2 separate regions of the Macaca mulatta genome follow, and region 2 is linked to region 1. A link is a contact called in public Hi-C data. All regions are on one chromosome and are shown on one strand. The core of a region is the stretch at or near the end of the contact, and the rest is flanking DNA. Distances in the headings are between cores, read along the strand shown.

Region 1 (7,603 bases), core at 3,585-6,084:
TCTCACTCATAGGTGGGAATTGAACAATGAGAACACTTGGACACAGGGTGGGAAATATCACATACCGGGGCCTGTCATGAGGTGGGGGGAAGCGGGGAGGGATAGCATTAGGAGATACACCTAATGTAAATGATGAGTTAACGGGTGCAGCACACCAACGTGGCACATGTATACATATGTAACAAACCTGCACGTTGTGCACATGTACCCTAGAACTTAAAGTATAATTTTTAAAAAAGGGAAAAAATAAAAAATAAAAATAAATAAATAAATAAAACTGTTGGGGGCATTAGCCACATGAACAGCTGTCAAAAAAAAAATAGTGGTTATCTCTGGAAGTGATGTTTCCAACCTTCTTCTTACTTATCTATGTATTTTAATGTTGGCATACAGAGACTATCTAAAAAAAAGAAGAAGAAGAAGAAGAAGAAGAAGAAGAAGAAGAAGAAGAAGAAGAAGAAGAAGAAGAAGAAGAAGAAGAAGAAGAAGAAGAAGAAGAAGAAGAAGAAGAAGAAGAAGAAGAAGAAGAAGAAGAAGAAGAAGAAGAAGAAGAAGAAGAAGAAGAAGAAGAAGAAGAAGAAGAAGAAGAAGAAGAAGAAGAAGAAGAAGAAGAAGAAGAAGAAGAAGAAGAAGAAGCAGCAGCAGCAGCAGCAGCAGCAGCTGCTTCAAAACTTACACCAGTGAGAAGTTCCACAGAAAAGCTCAGAACATTCCTAACAAGGGTCCCTTTATCTATGCACTTAATGTATCATATGGAAATTAATTAGTTTTCTGCCTCACTAAATGTGGCCTCCCACAAAATAAGAACTGTAGTCTCACTCTCAATTTCTTTTTTTATTCCTAACGCCTATTATACTGTGTGGCATAATAGCAGGCTGAGGGCTGGGCACGGTGGCTCATGCCTGTAATCGCAGCACTTTGGGAGGAAGAAGCAGGTGGATCATTTGAGGTCGGGAGTTCAAGACCAGCCTGACCAACATGGAGAAGCCTCGTCTCTACTAGAAGTACAAAATTAGCCAGGCGTGGTGGCGTATGCCTGTAATCCCAGCTACTTGGGAGACTGAGGCAGGAGAATCGCTTGAACCCAGGAGGCAGAGGTTGCGGTGAGCCGAGATCGTGTCATTGTATTCCAGCCTGGGCAACAAGAGCGAAACTCCATCTCAAAAAAAAATAATAATAATAATAGCAGGCTGAAGCAGTAACTTTTCACAGAGAACCCAAAAGTCTGTCTAAGAAACCAAAGGTTTAGATTCTGCACAGAAAACCAAGAGAGTGACCTATGAAATAGCCAAGACTAGCCACAGAATCTCTCACTAAATACAAATTTCGTTTAACCAGCTCAGACAAAAAATCCTGGTATATTCCTGCACCTCCCCCTTCTCTCTCCCAATCCATTTACAAATTCAACTGAAGGAATCCTGTTGTTTCGACATTTAAAACGTGTTCTCACAACCATTCTCACCATTTCACTGCCACCATGCTGGTCCAAGCCAGAAGTCATCTCTTGCCCACACACCTGCAATAGTCCCCTGGTTGGTCTTCAGGCTTCCACTCTCCTGCACTTTAGCCTTCACACAACAGAGTGACCTTGAAAAAGGCAAATCTAATCATGCTACTCTAAGCTCAAAGCCCACAGTAACTTCCCATCACATGGAGAATAAAAGCCAAAGTGCTTCCTATGGCTCACAGCCCTTCATGATCTGCCCTAGACTTTGAACTCCTCTCCTTCCCTTTGGTTCACAGGTCTCCAGCCACACTGGCCTGCTGACTATTCCTGAAACTTGTCAAGCTCATTCCTGCCTCAGGGCCTCTCTCTTCCCCACTCCCATGTTTTTCCTCTTTGCTGGAAATGCACTTCTCCTTAAAAGTGACCTTTTCAAATAGGTCTTTTTGTTTAAAAGTCACCTCATCAAAATACCTATCTTGAATCACTTTTTAAAAAATAGCAATGCTTTCCAACCAGCCTTCACTGTCTCTTCCTTTAACCTGCTCAATTTTTCTTCAATGCGTCACCTGCCATAACATTATTTATGAATTTGGTATATGTCTATCTCCTCCACTAGACTGTCCATTTGGGAAAGGACTTTGCTTTCTTTACCACTCGATTTCAGGTACTTAGAATAGTGCCTGCCACATCAGAGGTATGAAATAAATATGAGATATTTAACTAGGTGAATAAATAAATAAATGAATAATATCACCAATATATGTTTCAAGTTCTTATACAAACACAATATTTGACCCACTGTCTACTATAAACCGTAGACTATTTCCTGACGTCAACACCATAAAGGGATGTTACAATAAAGCAGGTGGGATAACAGTCTCACATTACCAAATAACAATACTGATCTGATGTTGATGATTATTACTTTTTTTTTTTTTTTTTTGAGACAGGGTGTCACTCTGTTGCCCAGGTTGGAGTACAGATCACGGTTCACTGCAGCCTCAACCTCCTGGGCTCAAGCAATCCTCCCACCTCAGCCTCCCTAGTAGCTAGGACCACAGGTGCATGCCACCACGCCCAGTTAATTTTTTAATTTTTTATAGACAGGGTCTCACCAGATTGCCCAGACTGGTCTTAAACTCCACCTACCTCTGCCTCGCAAAGTGCTGGGATTACAGGCATGAGCCACTGTGCCCAGCCTGATGATTATTTTCAATAGGCCTTGTGTTTCTTAAGCCCCAAAAGCCTTCTCATTTCTCATCCCACTGCCATTTGAGACCCATATCCACCTGACTGAAACCTCAAGGTTTTTCTAAGAATTTATGAAGAAATTTAAGAAATCTCTTCAAATTGTTCCTATGAGGAAGTTATTTCATACTATGAGCAAATTCATTTTCATGAAGTATCTGTAGTAACCAAACATTGTTTCTTAGCTCTGTAATACAGCACAATAATCTGACTTACTGACTTACTCTATATTTCCCATTAGCTTAATTTTATTTATTTATTTATTTATTTATTTATTTATTTATTTTGGTAGAGATAGAATCTCTCTATGTTGGCCATGCTGGTCTTGAACTCTTGGCCTCAAGAAATTTTCCCACCTCAGCTTCATAGACTCTTTCTATGTTGGCCACGCTGGTCTTGAACTCCTGGACTCAACAGATCCTCCCACCTTGGCCTCCCAATGCTCTGGAATAACCGGCTTGAGTCAACATACCAGCACCCATTGGCTTAATTATTTCAGTAAAATGAGGCAAAGACGAACCCTACAAAATGAACAGAGGCATTCTCAAAGCAGATATAAGTGAAGACTCAGAGTATACTGTGGTCAACTGTGTTCTATATCACAAGTAGTTTGTCAACTAAAAATAAAGTACTAAAGTTTGGGAATGATTTACTATAAAAATACATTGGACAATGGTCAATGTCATTTACAACATTCACCTCCTTTCTGATACACATCTCAGGAAAAAACAAACAAAAAAAAAAAACGACTAAGTACCAGGTCAGAAATTTTGCATAACCGCAGGTGACCACCTTGTCATGGAAATAAACTTAGAATGGTGCTCCTGAAAGTCAACCACAGTGCTTCAAAAACACATGATTTTTCAAAAAACCAAAGTAAGCATACCACATAGTATAGAGACCAGGCTATGGAGTTGACCTGGGTTAGAATTCCATTTCTTTCCATTTAGTTGCTGTATGATATTGGTCACCTTCCTAATTTCTCTGTGTTCCATAATTCCATATTATCCATAAAATTCAGATATGAACACTTACTATATAGAGTTGTTATGAGGATTGGACAATGTATGCATCCCACAAGTAGATCAATTACAAGCACATCTTGCCCCATGTAAAGGCAACACGTGGCAACGCTGTGCAAGAGGGAACAGCAAAAGCAGTTGGAGGATGGAAGTCAGTTTGCAAACCTATGCACACAGGCAGCCAAACAGGAAAACGTCCCCCACAAGTAGTCTGTAAATTGGAGACTCCATTGAGATACACACACACACACACACACACACACACACACACACACACACACACGCCCTGAGAGGAAACAGCACCTTTGTTCATCACCAAGTTAGCCTTAGAAATTATTTACCCATTATTAGCCACACTAGCACTGACAAACCCAACTTTACTCTTGTAGGTCATTCTCCACAGCGTCTGTGCTGCATCAATCCCAAATCTGACTCCCTGACGCTTAAAAGCGAAAATAAAAAACCGAGACATTACTCAATAGAGTTAACCCTTACTTAGCAAAACGCTGTTGTCCCCTGTAGCGTGCAGATAGTAAAGACAGTAATTCCCGACCTTATGCTTGTCAGTGACAACATGCCCTTTGTATACACGCTTCAGTCGAGAACGACTGCGGTAAATAAACTGCTAGTAGCAATACCGTTCCTCTATCTAAACTTCCGCTTTCCAGAGTTACTGATGTCCCAACATGGGTCCGTCGCTCATCCGTCAAGCCCGTACCCCATAGCCTGGGCATTTCCCCCAGCAGATCACAAGATGCAAAGGGGAAGTTACTGCCAAACCGACAAGAATGGCCCACAGCTGGGGGCTGCCAGGCGGTTCCTGGGCCCCTCTCAGCACCAGAGGAAGGCGGGCGCAGGCTCGCTACGGGTCGGCCGCATGCCGTACCTGGATCAGGCCCTGCTGGAACAAGGCGCTGTGCACGCAGCCGGGGACCGCGCCGGGCAGCTCCAGCGAGCCGTTCCCATTGCAGATGCTCCAGTTTCCCCGCAAGCTGTAGCTAAGCGCCGCAGCGGTGGTCCCTGTACCGCACAGCGCGAGCAGCAGGAGCAGGTGGAGGCGCATCTTGGGAGCCCGCGCCACAGAGATGTGGAAGGATAGAAAGGCAGCGCTGCAAGAGACCGGCGGGGAACCCACTCACCCACTCGGAAGGAGCAGAGGCTTTAGGTCCCCGCCCCGGCCCCGCCCCGGCCCCGCCCCGGCCCCGCCCCGGCCCCGCCCCGGCCCCGCCCCCAGGTCAGCTGAGCGCTCTCCCGGCGCCGCCGCGGGCTGCAGGAGAACGAGGAGCCTGCGCCTGCACCCGGTGGAAGTCCGGCGTCGCGGTTGCGGTAGCTGCAGCCCCCGAGAATAGCTACAGGCTGGGGGGCATTGCGGTCTGAGCCCTCCTTCAGTGCTCCTTCCCGCCGCCTCAGTACCTACGACTGGAGGCAAGAACCTTGCACAGTAATTGGGACATAAAGATCCCTGGACGCGAAGTGGCACAAAGCCTCGGGAGATCAGAGACCGACTGTACGTGGAGACCACAGCTGGAGAGGCTCCTCTCTCCTTCAAAGAACCGAAACTGGGAGACAACCCACACTTCCCTTCCCCCAAATTTACACAGACCCTCATCTACCTGGTAGCATAACCCTCACCCCCCTGCAGCTCAGCTCGCGGGTCTCAGAGCCTACCCCTCCCTTCAAAGAGTAAAAAAGTACTAGCAGTACCTCACACTACCTAGCAGTACCTAGCAGTCACAAGGTTGTTCCGAGGGCTAACCAAGAAAATGAGACTACAGCATGTAGCATGTAGCATGCAGCATGCAGCATGGAGCCTGGCCCACAGAAGGCACTCACGTTAGCTATTGTTACTAGCGGCCTACGTCCTTATGTTTCATAAAGCCCCACGGAGGTTTCTGAGGTTCTGGAACCTGCCCTAGGCGCGCAACTGAGTTTAAAATCCTCTGCACTCACTAGCTGTGGGACTTGGGCAAGCCGCAAAATCTCCATCTCCGTTTCTTGAAGTTTTCAAGTTGCTTTAAGTATAAAATGAGTTAACATATGTGATCGTCCCTAACAATGCCAGAGTACCCAAGAAATACCAAGGACTTATTTCGGGTGTTGTAGTCAAATGGCCTACCTGAGTCCCATTCGTTCAATAGGACGTAACAGTGATCCCAGAAGTTAAGAGGGAATTTTACATTGCATAGACTGCCTTTCTCCTGTGTTGACGTTATCTGCCTTGTATTTATGCTTTGGAAGAAGTCCTTGAAAAGAAATTTTCTCTCATCAAATCTGAGCTTTGTTTTGCCTTATAATGGCCTTGGAATTGCCTGATTCTGCAGGCACCGGACAATATCTTACTTTGCAAAGTCAGCATTATTTACAAACCCTGAATATCTTGGCTTAAAGGACATATGGATTATTCAGCCCAAGCCGCTGGCTTACAGATGAGGGAACCGAGTTCAAAGAGATCGGGGCCAGTCGCCGTGGCTTACGTCTGTAATCCCAGCACTTCTGGGAGGCCGAGGCGGGTGGATCACTTGAGGTCAGGAGTTCGAGACCAGCCTGGCCAACATGGTGAAACCCTGTCTCTATTAAAAACACAAAAATTAGCTGGGCGTGTGGTGGCACGTGCCTGTAGTTGCAGCTGCTCGGGAAACTGAGGCAGGAGAATCTCTTAAACCCAGGAGGCAGAGGTTGCAGTAAGCCGAGATGGTGCCACTGCACTCCAGCCTGGGCTATAGAGATTGAAAAAAAAAGAAAAAAGAAAAAAAGGAGATCAGGTGACTTGCCTGTCACATAGTGGCAGACAGGATTAGAACCCTCCTCTTCAAGGTCCTGCTGTCAGAGCCCAATGATATTACAGGGGAAACTCTCTCACTCACTGCTTCAAAGTGAAGCATTTTTACCTTTGATAGGAACAAAGCTCTCCATTCAAATTATATGCCATAATTCATGGCATTAAATGGCTAGCCATGGTCTGTGCAACACTGATAACACAAGGTTTATGGCAACAAGAGCAGCACAGGAATTTTTTCATAACTCTCAGATATTTCATTAAGCCAAATCAGAGGAAAATTCATCCTTGATGATATATATGGATATATTCTGTTGTATTAAGAAATAAGAAATATAATTTTTAGAAAAACAATAATAGAAGATTCTCATTCCTCCTTTCATTCCAGGATGTAAGCATAACATCATTTAGGTTACTTCATTTTGACAACAGAGAACATCAAAGAATAATCAAAGCCCTAATAAGTACTCTTCCTAAAATTGGAATTGGCACAGATGACATGATGTTTTCATTTTCTTATAGGATAATTTTTGTCCATGATTTTCTGGAAGAATAAACCTTATTTAGAGAGTCATGATACCAAATGCAATGTTTAAAATAGTTGTGGATATCTTTAACTTACACTGTATAAACAGATTTCATTTTGATCATTTCATTTGGTGCTTCCCAAAGTTTGAATTATTTAGAACAAGTGATAGTTCCCTGGTTTAAAAAGATAAATAATGGCTACAGTGGTTAAATGATGTATAGGGTCGGTATCCTGTCACAACAGGCCAATGGAGGTAGTTAGGTCCTTTGCTATATGACAACACTTCCTTCATATCTAAATATATAAAATCGGTAAACTCATTAGAACACCATGGCCAAGGATATTCCAATCCCATGATATATTACAGAAGTTATAATAAGGGAAAGAAAATAAAAGAATAATGAGATGTGGAGTGGACATTTTCCTTTAGACTCTTAGTGTCTGATTAAACCCCAGGACTGGGGATAATAGGACATAAGTATCCTCCCCAAAGGTTTGACATACTTCGCCATAGTTTGAAGCCCCAAATGTTAGAACAAAGAGAGAAGGTAGTGGGAACTATGTATACCACTAGAATTTGG
Region 2 (7,603 bases), core at 2,537-5,036, 67 kb after region 1:
CTGAAGCAAAGGATAAATTCAAAGGCTCGATCAAATGGACTGAAGGTTAAAAGTATTCCAATAATCATTTCAGTAAAATATTAATGACGAATACAAATATATCTTAATATTTGAAATGTGGAATCTTCAGACAAGAATAAACTCGAAATAGGTACCTAACACAAGGATACCATACTGACATCAACGACTACTTGACCCTGTATTTCTAGAACAGGTGCCTAAACCTAAGAGCATTCCAGTTCAGAGTACACTCACTAAAATTGTTTGGATGTGGAATGTTTGAAGGTTGCCTCATGTGATTCTAACATTAACAGCTGAAAAACCAAACCACATGCACATGTCAAAGTTTCTGTAAGTTAAATCAATAATGTTGACATAAACACTGGTTTTTCCTATCTACCAAGTTTTTATGTTGTGTCTATATTACATAAAATCTTCAAAATATTATTTCGAATATTAATTATTTTTAAAATACCAGAAGACAACCTTATATTAACTAAGAGTATTAAACTAGAAATCAAATTTCTTAAACAAAAACGGTTAAGAATTATAAATTGTGACATTAAAATAGCAGTAATAACTGAGTGTCATATATCAAGGGCCTGTTCAAATCTGCATATTAATCCATTTAATCCTCAAAACAAATCTACGAACTTAAAATTTGTTTTGTTCACTGCTGCCAACCCAATGTCTAAAACAGTGCCTGGTACATATTAGGCAAACAGCCATTTATTGTTTATACTACAACAGATACCCTTCTTGTAAAGGCACACGAACTTGCCCAGAGCTCGAATTCTAACTGGAGCATTTCTGCTCCAATGTTAACACTCTTAGCCACTGTTACATTGCCTCTCTAAAGCTTTTAAATCATTTAACTGGTGTCACAGCAGCTGGGTATGACCTGTAAGAGAAAAAAAATCAGTGAGACCTTCCTTTAACGTGTTCTGTTCCACATGCACAAAAAGCTATGGATCTAGAACGACTCCACATTTTAGTGGCCTAAACTAATTCCAACAGAATAGACTTTTATTTGTACTGAATGTTATGCTCGTTGCGTAAACTACACTATAACATACAACTAGGCTTCTCCAATATGTTCCTGGCCTTTAAAGTGGTCACAGGAAGAGGATATTATTTCAAAATAATATATTTTACTTTAATTCTTAACTCCTAAAAAGCTTTTCTTCCTCTTTTCTTTCATTTCGCAAATACAAAGATTTAAATTTTTATTTCGCATAACCCAAAATGACGATGTAATGAAGGCCTAAAACAAAATTCAAGATTTCATATCAATATATATTGAATGAAGATTTAAACCTTCCTCTTTCATGAAACACCAATCTTGCCAAATAAACTTCAGTCATAATTAAATACATGCAAATGTAGTAGTATCAGGTCTATTTTAGTAAAGGCAAGTTCTTGCCATTCCTCTCAGAACTCTTCTTAAAAAAGTAATCTATTAAAACCAAAGTTTCTAACACTCACCGCCCCCCCACCATTTTTCTAGTAGGGCTGAATTTATTCCATGACATTTTTTTCAAGTTAGCTGTAAATACTCCACCCTCCTCGATTGTGCAACAACCAAACACACCACACAAACACAAGTCACAAAAAAGGGAAATACAATCTAAGAGTTTGAATTTAGATAAGTTTTGAGCAGAGGATCTTAGAGCAGTGCACAACCCTATACAAAAGTTAACATTTAATAAAGCATATTATTTCACATTATTACGAAAGGAGACGCCGGAAAGAGCCTGAACCAGTTAAAGCAGCCGCCATCTTAAAATGCGGGATAGAAGTTAGAGCAAGAAAATGAGACTAAACCACCGGAGGTGGAGGTTCCGCTCACTCCCAGAGCTATGAAAAACCATAGTTTTTTTCCAACTTAAATCGATAATATACTATCAAACCACTCAAGTAACGAAAGAATCTTTCCCAGCAGTGTTATTAAATAGAATGAGGCAAAAATAGGTACATCTAGCTTTCCCTTACTGCCATCGCACCCCTTATCCACCCCCACTCCCCAGCCAAAAGGAAAAGGGAGCTTCCAGAAGACCTTTTACATCAGTTCCCGGTGTCCCTCGGATAAATAGCTTCGGGTGAAAAGCCGCAACTACAAAATACAGGAAGTGGCAACACTGTGTCATTCCATCTCCTCCCAAACCCACTTATTCGGTATAACCTGCCCAGAGTCGACGAAGAGTTTCTACTAGACTCACTCACTGTCCTTCAATATGCGAGACTTCTACCCGACCCTCAGTCAAGTTCCGGACTCCCCAGATTTTTTTTCTCCCCTCCGAGTTTTCTTTCTCCCCGCTAAAAGACCTAGATAACCTTGATCTCACAACTAAAGTAAGTTTTCAAGCACCAAGAATAGGAAGCGCCATGACATCTGCTGGAGCGTCTCTCCGCAATTCGGACCCCCAGAAGAACTCTTAAGCAGCAAAAAAATAAAATAATAAAGGCGCCTTAAGTCACTCTCCTCCACCCCTAATTTGCACCGATTCCACTGAAGCACACTCATAACATCTCACTTGCCACAAGTGTTCTCCGTTCCCTAACTTTAACCTTCATTTCTTCAAGTATATCCGCGTTCTCCATCCCCCCCAATGGAAGAAGTGATCCAACTAGTATTTTCAGAATTATGCTTCTTTTCCACCCCCACGCTTTCCTCTTGGCCCGAGCCTTCCTTTTCTACTACCACCCCAATTCCCTTGTCCCCGCGGGTTACCTTATTAATCCGTTTCAGCGCCATAGTGTGTGCTTGTCGTCTGGCTCCTCACTCTCTCGGTGTATGCTCAAAGGTCCGGCCAAAACTCTTGATTATCCCGGCGGCGGGGCAGGATTGTCTCGTCTCACAGCGGCTCTGCCAGACACAGGCGCCTTTTGCAAAAACGGAGCAGATCAGCACTCGCACAGGCCCCGGAGAGCCCCTGATGAATCCAGGTCCCTTAAGGCGGCCGCGATCCGGGGTGGGTGGGGTGGCGTGGCAAAGCCACCAACAGCCTCAGTACTGTGTTTTCGGCCCGAAGTGGGGGCGAGGGTGACGGGAAGAGCGGAGGTGGTGGCTACAAGTTTAACTTCCCGGCCTCTAGAAAGGAAGAGACCCGGGTGGGAGAGGAAGAGGCGTAGGAGAAAGGGGTGGGTGCGGGGCAGGGTCCGGAGCCCAGCAGAGGAGGAGCCGGGGCCTAGTCGGCGCTATACCGGCGTCACTAGGGCAAAGAAAGGCAAGGGGGGAGGGGGAAGCAGAAGACTCCGGACGGACGCCGGGCTGCTTTTGGTTTCTGCCCAAAGGTGCGGCCGGGTAGGGGAAGGAAATAAAGGAAGGGAGGTTTGATGTGTGTTGCTGTCCTCGCAGCGAGCTATTCTGTGTCGCCTCTGACGCCACCGTACACTCACTCCGCCTCCCAGCGCGCTCCCGCGCGCGCCCGCCCAGCCACCTCCACCACGCGCCCGTGCTGTCCCTGAGGCTCCGGCTTAGGCGCGAGGACGCGCCCATTCCCCCTCCTCCTCCAGCAGGAGAGGCCGCGGCTTCTCCAGCCTTCCCACCCTACCCCACCGCACCCAATAGGCTGGCCGCTCAAGCCGCCCAGGGCCCGCACTACCCCTCTTACCCGGCCGGCCACTGGGCCGGCCTCCCTTCCCTGCCCTAGCCGTCCACACCCACGCGTACAGAGGGGCCGGGGCCTCCCTCAAGCTGCGGCCTCGGCCTCCTCCCCGCGCGGCAGCTGGTGCCTCCCCGGCCCTACGGGGCTCACGCGCACGACACAGCCACAAGATGTCCGCTCTGACGGAACTACTGCCAGCTGCCACGCTCCGCCCCTCCCCCTCCTCCTGCCTCTTCACCGCCGCGGATCAGTCCGCCAACGCCGCCGTCGCGAGCACAGGACCGATGTGAGGCCGAAGCCAGACGGCTTGCTTCCCACGTCCGGGGCCGAGTGAATACGTGCCAAGCCCTTTTCCTTCTCCTTCTCGGAACAGCACCTTCTTACTAAACAGATCGGAGATTGGACCAGAAGGGCGGGGGAGGGAGGCGGATCATGGGCTGGGGGAGGGTAGACGAGTGGCGGAAACCCTTAGGCTCAGAGAAGCATCGAGAACCGGAAGGAGACCATGGGAGGAAGGTAAAGGAAGCTGCCGCTGCGCGATCCAGCCCCACGCCCCTCCCCACAGCGTCCCCCAGTTTCCTCACTTGGTATTGAGGAGACGACTCTCGCGAGAACTTCGTGGCTGGCTAACCGAAGCGGTACCTCTGCAATGACTTAAGAGCAGTTTTGTGCGCTCTTCTTGACGGGGTTCCGCCCCCAAAATGTACAAGATCTCGCGAGACGCAGTAAGGCACCGGCTCGAACTGGGGCGGGCCACTGCCAGGAAAGCACCGCCCCTGAATGCTTATACCGGTGGTTGGAAGAGGAAATGGAATTCCCCGGACTGGTAAGAGCGCGCGCAGACACAGCCCTCTCTCACGCGCCCAATCAGGAGTGTGTGGTGGGAGGTGCCAAGGATTAATTACCAGATACCTTTAGTTTAGGTTGGGCCGGGATTTTGAGGTTTCCGGTGGAACAGGTGAGCAGTATTTACTCGCCTGCCTTCCTGGGCTGGTTATTCTATGGGAGTAGGCGCCCCTCAAGATGGGAATAGCAGTTTTAAATAGACCCAGGTTGGCCGCTCATCAGCGCTCCCACGTGCTGAGGTCTAGTGTCTCTCTGACACTGAAGGAGCAGTACAGAGAAGAGCAGGGATCGGGCTGACTCAGGCTCAATTGAGTGGATGAGGCTAGGGCAGAGTGTTAGGGGCAGGGTTTTCACTCGTCTCCGTAATCAGTCGCTGCCATCCGCCAAGGTGTAGATGTGGGAACAAGCTTAAATTCTCTACCTTTAGCTTCTGTTGCTGTGTTTCAGTTCTTGAGCCAGAAAGTGTTGAGACTAATTAAGAAATTAGGTAGAGTTTAGAGTCAGAAAAACAAAACAATACTTCCTGAAATATCCAAGTTGGGAGGTGGGATTTACATGAATAGGACTGGCCTGTTTTAGTCAAGGGCTTAAAGTATAGAGAGGGCAGTTATGCTCTCTAGTGTATCCTTCAGGCAAAAGAAAGACCTTATTTTTATGAGGAATTTAAAGGTGGGTAAGCACTGACCAGCTTAAGGTTTTCTAATATTCCTTAATGACCCCAGTTACCGAAGTGGAGATCTTCAATCACATGGAAAAATAAACTTGTTTTAAAAATACACTTAATTTGAAAACTGTTGCAGAAAGTTTTACCTAATAAAAACAACACGTCAACAATGATGAATATAAGTGGTCTAATGTATACTGTTCAAGTGGCTATGTAGTGTCACTAGTGAAGCAGTGCTTCTCAAACTAACGTCCATAGGAACCACCTGGGGTTTTGTTGAAAATGCGGCTTTGATTTGGTAGGGCAGAGGTGGAGCCTGAGAGCCTACATTTCTAACTAGCGCCCAGGTGATACAGATTTTTCTAGTCTGAACCACCCCGTGAGTAGCAACGCCCTGAAGTGCTTACCTCATGGCCTAACTGCTCTTGAGGCTCACCTCTGGCCCCTCCCTCCTCCCTGAATAATCTATGTTTTCTCTCCTAGCTAGCCAAATATACTAAAAGCACAGGACTAGGCATGAAGGTGGAGGGAGGAACCCAGATTTGTTATTGCTTCCCATTTGTTTGATACTGGCCTGGTTATTTTCTGACCCCGTTTCTTCACCGCCAAAGTAAGTAATAATAACTATCCTTTCTCATAGGGTGATTGTGGGGTTTAAGTATCATAATATATGTGAAAGGATACTGTAGTCTCTACAGTGTTGTATAAATGTCAGTTATTAAAGTAACCAGAAAGACATTAACTGGCCATAGTGTGAAACAAATGTATAGTAGTAATAATGGTCACGCCTAGTAATCCCAGCACTTTGGGAAGGCTGAGAGGGGTGGATCATATGAGGTCAGGAGTTTGAGACCAGCCTGGCCAACATGATGAAACCCCATCTCTACTAAAAATATAAAAATTAGCTGGGTGTGGTGGCAGGCGCCTGTAATCCCAGCTGCTCGGGAGGCTGAGGCGGGAGAATCGCTTGAGCCTGGAAGGCAGAGGTTGCGGTGGGCCGAGATCACACCACTGCACTCCAGTCTGGGCGACAGAGTGAGATCCTGTCTCAAAAAAAAAAAAAAATTCCTAATATATATGGAGTTCTAGAGTATCCATGCTTATAAAGGCAATGGATTGTGTAATCACAAACTCATTTTTGTTAGGCACTAAAGTAAATTCATTGGTTGATTGGGCTTTCTGTTTACACATGTTTGTATTTGCATTAGTGGACTTACATTTCTGCTCACGTTTTGCCATGGTTAAAATCAAAAGAAACAGCCTAGAAGCATTTTGATGCCTGATAAAGCAGGCTAAGATTAAGTCAAATTTTTAAACATTATTCACATACCTGTTGTTACAAAGAGCCCACTTTACAGTGGCAAATAAAGTTAAAACATTTTCATTCATTTAACTTACTTGAATTACCATGGTAGAAATGTCCTCATTTGAAACAAGAAAGGAAAATAATCATGTTTTCTATATTGCAATCGGAAATATGCTAAAAAGAAAAAAATTCTGGCTGTAAATACTGAAAGAAAAATTTACATTTAGAAATTAATAAAGGTACAAAAATGTTGAAAATTTAATTAACTAAAAATAATCCCTTCCTTAATACTATTTTGAAGTCCTAAAAACTTTGTAAATATAGTGGATCAGATTATCTTGCATGAATTGACATAAAACATGAGAAAATACAAAGGATCAAGACAATTAAAGCTGGGCTGCTGGCTCACGCCTGTAATCCCAGCACTTTGTGAGGCCAAGGTGGAATGATCACTTGAGCCCAGGAGTTTGAGACCAGCCTGGATAACGTAGGGTGACCCGATCTCTACAAAAATAATGAAAAAATTAGCCGAGCTTGGTGGTACATGCCTAGGGTCCCAGCAATTTGGAAGGCTGAGGCGGGAGGATTGCCTGAGCCTGGGAAGTTGAGGCTGCAGTGAGCTGTGATTGTGCCACTACACTCAAGCCTGGTGACAGAGTGAGACCCTGTCTCAGAGAAAATTACTAGTAAATGGGCAATTAATCTACTAATCTGAATAATGGTGGTGTGCCAGGGTCTTAATATTACATGAATTTTTCAGTGAGGCCACATTATTATAACTTGAGTAAGGGGTTAATTAGAATGTATTGATGACTAAACATAATTAACATAAATTATATATATATTTATGTTAATAAAGTATCTATGTTTTCATGTATCTTTAACTTTGTTACAGAATATTATAACTTGCTAAAGACACTGGCTCTAGTACAGTGTATACCATTTTATTAGTTTAATTAAATTGTAAATGTTATGGTCCAGATTTTATATTCAGAATGCTCATTTACATATTCTGCCTGGACTAAGTAAATTGGAGCCCAGGTCAACCAAATGTTATTTTACATTGCTTGCACAAAAATTAATTTCTATATTTACCAATTCAGAATCTCATTAAGTCAGATTAATATGGTTTAAGAAACTGTACTTTATTTCATGCTAAGAATATCATTTTGGCCTTTA

The links. Hi-C and Micro-C count contacts between places; a contact is called where the count stands out from the background.
Region 2: a contact with region 1 is called in a Hi-C map of liver, with 2.9 times the contacts expected there. The contact joins the promoter of UBE2D3 here to the promoter of MANBA in region 1. A contact is called at or near these places in 3 of 14 Hi-C or Micro-C datasets (cortical neurons, fibroblasts and liver).

Annotation. Positions count from the first base shown.
Region 1 is chr5:112,123,189-112,130,791 of T2T-MMU8v2.0, forward strand. MANBA (mannosidase beta) reads right to left here and starts at 4,835. Exons shown (of 18, transcript XM_078002035.1): 1 at 4,604-4,835.
Region 2 is chr5:112,191,465-112,199,067 of T2T-MMU8v2.0, forward strand. It overlaps UBE2D3 (ubiquitin conjugating enzyme E2 D3), which reads right to left and starts at 3,787. Exons shown (of 8, transcript NM_001261204.1): 1 at 3,674-3,787; 2 at 2,732-2,883. The coding sequence starts at 2,755. LOC106998434 (a long non-coding RNA gene) reads left to right here and starts at 3,858. Exons shown (of 3, transcript XR_001444887.3): 1 at 3,858-4,434; 2 at 5,602-5,728.